2 separate regions of the Sus scrofa genome follow, and region 1 is linked to region 2. Evidence: chromatin contacts called from public targeted proximity ligation data. All regions are on one chromosome and are shown on one strand. The core of a region is the stretch at or near the end of the contact, and the rest is flanking DNA. Distances in the headings are between cores, read along the strand shown.

Evidence for each region.
Region 1: a contact with region 2 is called in a targeted proximity ligation map of alveolar macrophages. A contact is called at or near these places in 1 of 47 Hi-C or Micro-C datasets (epiblast stem cells) and 1 of 2 datasets of targeted methods (alveolar macrophages).

Annotation. Positions count from the first base shown.
Region 1 is chr5:89,443,552-89,446,267 of Sscrofa11.1, forward strand. The region is part of intron 2 of CRADD (death domain-containing protein CRADD); the gene reads right to left. Among named protein-coding and RNA genes, the nearest start is that of CRADD, 36 kb to the right of the region's middle.
Region 2 is chr5:89,077,304-89,080,284 of Sscrofa11.1, forward strand. No RefSeq gene overlaps it. Among named protein-coding and RNA genes, the nearest start is that of PLXNC1, 23 kb to the left of the region's middle.

The DNA.
Region 1 (2,716 bases), core at 105-2,604, 370 kb after region 2:
ATTTACTTAAAATTCTTTTGTAGTATAAGCAAAATGTCCAAATCTACATTAAAAAAGACCTGAGATAGGAGTTCCTATCATGGCTCAGCGGAAACAAATCTGACTAGTATCCATGAGGAGGATGCAGGTTCAATTCCTGGCCTCGCTCAGTGGGTTAAGGATCTGGCGTTGCCGTGAGCTGTGGTGTAGGTCGTAGATGCAGCTCAGATCTGGCCGCATCTGGCCCTACAAGCTGCTGCGGCTGTGGCGTAGGCTGGCGGCTACAGCTCTGATTCAGCCCCTAGCCTGGGAACTACCATATGCCCTAAAAACAGTGCGGCCCTAAAAAGACAAAAAAAATAAATAAATAGAAAGATCCAAGATAGTGGAGTTTCCGTTGTGGTTCAGCAGGTTAAGAGTCCGACACCGTCTCTGTGAGGATGTAGGTTCAGCCCCTGGCCTTGCTCCGTGGTTTAAGGATCTGGCCTTGCCGAAAGCTGCAGTATAGGTCACAGATGTGCCTCAGATCCGTTGCTGCTAAGGCTGTGGAATAGGCTGGCAACTGCAACCCCAATGTGACCCCTAGCCCAGGAACTTCCACATGGCGCGGGTGCGGCCCTAAAAAGAATGAAAAAAGATCCATGACAGTGCCCATTTTGTCCAGTGTGCCCTATCCTATCCGGAGGATGTGTTCTCCCTGCTACTGAATCGGCGAGGGGGAGGGCAAGTGAGAAGCCTCGGTCCTACCCTACAAGTCACTTAGGTAAGAATCAAAGATGCGAACCTCTTGGGTCCTCAGCGTTCTCATCTCTAAAAAGATGTTGTTTAATAAAACTCAACCTAGGCAAAACCCACCCGTGGCAACTAAAACCACCTGGTGAAAGAATTTTGAAAAGGAAAAGAGGGGACCCTAGGAACTTTTGACTCCAAAGCACTTGAATGTGATCGGGGCGTGGCGCCCTCTGTGTCACACCTGAGACTAACCTTGGGCAGACCCTGCTCTCTGAGCTCCCATGATCGCCCTTCCCAACCTCCCTCTCCTGCACTGTCTCCAGCCCAGAGGCTGAAAGAACAAACCTTCACTTGCAACAAGGAGAAGCCCTACGAACGTTTCAGCCCACGAAACAAAAGCGGAAGTGTGCTGGCGACTGCCGGGGCATCTACTGCTTTTCCGGAGAGAAGTGGCACATGCAGGGGGGGCTGCCCCTTTCCCTACCTCCTGGCCCTACACATGCAGTGTTGGGAGCTGCAGCCACCGTGCCAACCGCCAGGAGAAGAAAAGCCAAGCACAGAGACGTGCCCTGATGCCTTTAAGCCAGAAGCAGCTGACCTCCGGACTTCTTGTGATAAGAGTAAAACGCCTCTCCTTACTCTGCCCTTGTCAGTTTGGTGGGTTTCGTTTGCTTGCTTGACTTGTTGGCAAGCAGACGCCAGACTGACGCAGTGCTCAGCAGATTCACTGGGCTTAGAGAAGCAAACGTTTTTCTGTAACCAAGCCAAGCTCCTCAAAAAACAGTCACATGAAAGTTTAAAGGAAAAGGACACAAAGAGTGAAGGAAACTCTGTTTCTTCTCCTGCCCACAGACTCCATCCATGTCAAACTTCTAGACAACCAGCCCTCGGCCGGATTTCATTTCAGGATCAGAATCTCAGGACTGGAAGGGGAATTCATTTGAACCCCCCTGAGCTCTCTCTAAATGACCTATTAAGCAGCTATCTAGCCTCTGCTTGAATAAAGCATAATGATGAGAGGTGCACTGGCTCTAGAAGGAGCCCACACCTACTCGGACAACTGTTTTAGAAAGGTCTTTGGAGTTCCCATCGTGGCGCAGCGGTTAATGAATCCAACTAGGAACCTTGAGGTTTTGGGTTCGATCCCTGCCCTTGCTCAGTGGGTTAAGGATCCGGTGTTGCCATGAGCTGTGGTGTAGGTTGCAGACGCGGCTCGGATCCCGCGTTGCTGTGGCTCTGTTGTAGGCCGGTGGCTACAGCTCCGATTGGACCCCTAGCCTGGGAACCTCCATATGCCAAAGGAGCGGCCCAAGAAATGGCAAAAAGACAAAAAAAGAAAAAAGAAAGGTCTTTCTTATATGCACCTAACATTTCTATCCATTTGTCTTCCTTCCACCTTCTGAGAGACACGCAACACGGAGAATCTCTTTTACGAATGAGAACCAGCCCAACGGTTGGGGAGCTGTCCTGTCACCTCGCCTGCACACGGACGTGCCCCCACTTCCTCACCACTTCTTCCTGAGAGAGGCGCCGGGTTCTAAGGCAGCGCCGTCCAATAACGCAAGCCGCATACAGAAGTTTAAGTTTTCTAGTGATCCAGCAGCCACATTTTTAAAAAGAAAAATGAGGTGAAATTAATTTCAATAATACATTTTAGATTAGACCAAACATATTACCACTTCAAGAGATGCTCAAAGTAAACAATCGCAAATAGTTCACGTTTGGGGTACTAAGTCTTTGAAATCCGGGCTGCATTTCCCGCCGCGGGACACATGGGTGTGGAGCAGTCACCTTCGCGCTGTGCAACAGCCACGAGCGCTGGACGCTGCTGTACAGGACACCACAGGGCTGATGGAAGAGCGTGCTGTTTCCTTAGACGGGCCACAGGCGCTGTTTGGGTACCCAGGAAAGCTGGCAAACATCACAGTGCCAAGTGTCTTGACCGCTTTCAAAGGAGTGGGGAGGGGAGTCAAATCTCACGACCCCTGAGACCACATCCTCGAAC
Region 2 (2,981 bases), core at 263-2,762:
GCCACGCTTCGCTTTTAGACCAGAATTCTTTCGCCACACGGGTATGAGACCTTGATGAAGTCATCATGATGAAGTTCCAGCTCTGTGTCCCTGTTGGTTTCTGAGGCCAATGCTGTGCCCCCAGCAGGCATCATGCCATCAGAAATCTGTATGCCAACGGCCAGAAACTGATTAGGGATCAAGCCTCAGGTGCTGTCCCAGCACTATAGGTTTTTGGGCTTGCCTGAATTCTTAGTCCCTGCTCATTCTGGGTGTGGGTGGGTGGGTGGGTGGGGAGGTGGAAGCAGGGCTGGCTCTGAACCATTTATTTTAGCCCAGTCACATGTTTCAGCATGTGTTCCCTCTAAACATGGTGTGTTGTGTGTGTATGTGTGTGTGTGTGTGTCTGTGTATTTGTGTAGCCCACATACCCTTGGTCATTTTCTTGTGAAAGCCCCCACCAGCTTCCTCTGGCTCCTATTCTTCTAGCCATAAATTCAAAACACCAATTTGCCTGTAACTCTTTGGAGACTGATTCTTGTAGACTGAGTCTAGAATAATTCAATTCTTTCTTCTCCATAAGGCTCCTACATATTTAAACAGTTGTCATATGGTATTTCTTCACTTAACCTTTCATTTATTTAAACATTTGTCATATGATGTTTGTTGAGCTTTACCTTAAACTCCAAATCCACTAGGGATAGGAAGCTCCTTGAAGGGCAAGGACACTAGCTCATATTTTGTATCTCCAAAGCTCAACGTGATGCCTGACACTTATACGGCAGCAGTAAAGAGCTGCTTGATAAAAGGAATAGGGCTAATATTATCATATCTAGGGTGCAGAGTTAAATCTTATCCCAGTAGTAGTTCATAGGATGGAAGACGTACTCATATAATAGATTACATTTTTTCACAACCTTTACTAGGCACTAGGCTCTTTTCTAAGCACTTCATATATATTCATTCATTTAATCTTTATAAAAATCCCCTGCAATAGGTACAATTATCCCCATTTTACAGATGAGGAGATTGAGGTATAACGAAGTTAAGTGATTTGCCTACGATCACAAGGCCAAGACATGAGAAGAATTAGGACATGAACTCAGCCCCTCTGGTTCCGAATCATGGGTCCTTTTTCTCACGATGTACCACGTAGAAGGAAAATTCAGTTTTGACTCCCGGCTCACATGCTACACAAAAATAACATGTAGAGTGGTTTCAAAAGATCTTCTGCTACTCAAATGGCTAAGACAGAATAAATAATCAGCCTAGGAATTATTAGGGAATTGGGGCCACCCTTCAAGCAAGTATAGCCATGGGGAAGGAGTGGGAGAAGACAGAAATTTTACCCTTGTTTTCTTTTCCTGGAGATGCATTTATGAGTCAGTGTGTGGGGGGTGGGGAGGGATCGATGGGGAAGAGAGAGAAGATTGAGAAGCAGGGGAAGAGGAACCTCCCAGAAGAGGAACCCTCTTTCTACCCTGATCCTTGCGGTGGCCCTGGTCACACAAGTGTACCCACAGTGCCTTGCATCAGAGAGTAGTGACACCCGGGGCCTGTGGTCACCTGATTACTGCTGGGCAGAGATGGAGACCCAGCATGCTAGACCTTCCAGTTTGTAGAGAGAACAGGAAACCTGCATGTCACATGAGATGTCCTGATTGTAAAACAATGCACTCCGCCTGCTGGAGACAAAGTCTACCAGCTTGAGACCTCAGACCCCAGACTTGGGGTCCTGAGATTCAGAACTATAAAGACTAACTGAGGATTCAGAAAGAAATGCAAATGTCTACATCTAAGTATGAACCAAGGCTGTTTCTGGCCCTTCCCCAGGAACTGCCTTGGATGTGCGGCAGAATTCCCACTCACGTTTTCCAACCGTCATACATGTATGTACCACTTTGCAGCTTTTACTCCATTTGCATACCACTCGAATCATGATTTATTTAATACTTTTCTGTTTATTGGCTCTATATTAACTGGCTTTTTAAAACTGAGGCTGCCGTAGCCTATAATAAAATCCTAAGTTTGACGTGCTAGACATAGTTTTCTCTAAGTGTGTTAAAATAAAGAGACAACTAGTAGAGTTAATATTGCTCATTCTATCTACCGCTTACAATCACTCTCTGGTGATAAACGTCTCATCATTAGGAAGCCCTAACATTTCAAAACAGGCTGTTTCAGACAAGGCTAAGACGGAACGCTCGGGAAGCAGAAAGAGACGTGATTGTGCCGGACTGGAAGAGGGTGGGGGAAGAGGAGTCAGAGCAGAGATTCTTTTCTACCTGATAAGAACTGTGGGAACTGGATGAGTCCAAGTTCACGGTTAAAAGATGTGCTCTGGTTTGATTAAAGAGCTCCCGCCCCTTCCATTGGTTTAAGAAAAAAATCTCTGCCTATCTTTCATATTTCATTTGCCTGTTATCTCCCTACTACTAAAAACACTTTGCATGAAAACAATCAGTCTCTTTGTTCACAGGAGTCCTTGGGCTCCTGCTGTTTTCTTGCTCACTCAGGCTGGTGTTTTTTTTTCTGTGATTGAATCACAAGCCCCTGCTTTGGGTACGAAGCAGCAGGTAGTGGAGCCAGGCTTCGGACCTGAGGGGAGGGGGCATTTTCATCTAGAACACTTGAGGGCTGAGTCCAGGAGAAGACTCTCCTTAGACGTGTGCCCACGGGAGCGCTGGAATGGAGCGACTGCGAGCATCCAGGGAGGTGGGACTCGATTGTATAAAGTGAATGGTACAAAGTGTCCCGCTCCGGAGTAACAGATACAACAGGGAGGAGCCCTTGTTCGCAGCATCTTGCCTCGGGCACAAATGACAAACGGACATTCGTCAAGGTTCAGTTCTTGGCACCCTTGGCGGGTCGTATCACGGAGCTGCTGGACGGAGCTCCACCGGACACCTGCAGGAAAACGTTGTTTCTGGGAGTGCAAATGGCTGTTCCTTTCTTTCATCTTGATTTTAAAAAATGTTTCCTTCTTATTTATAAAAGCAGTT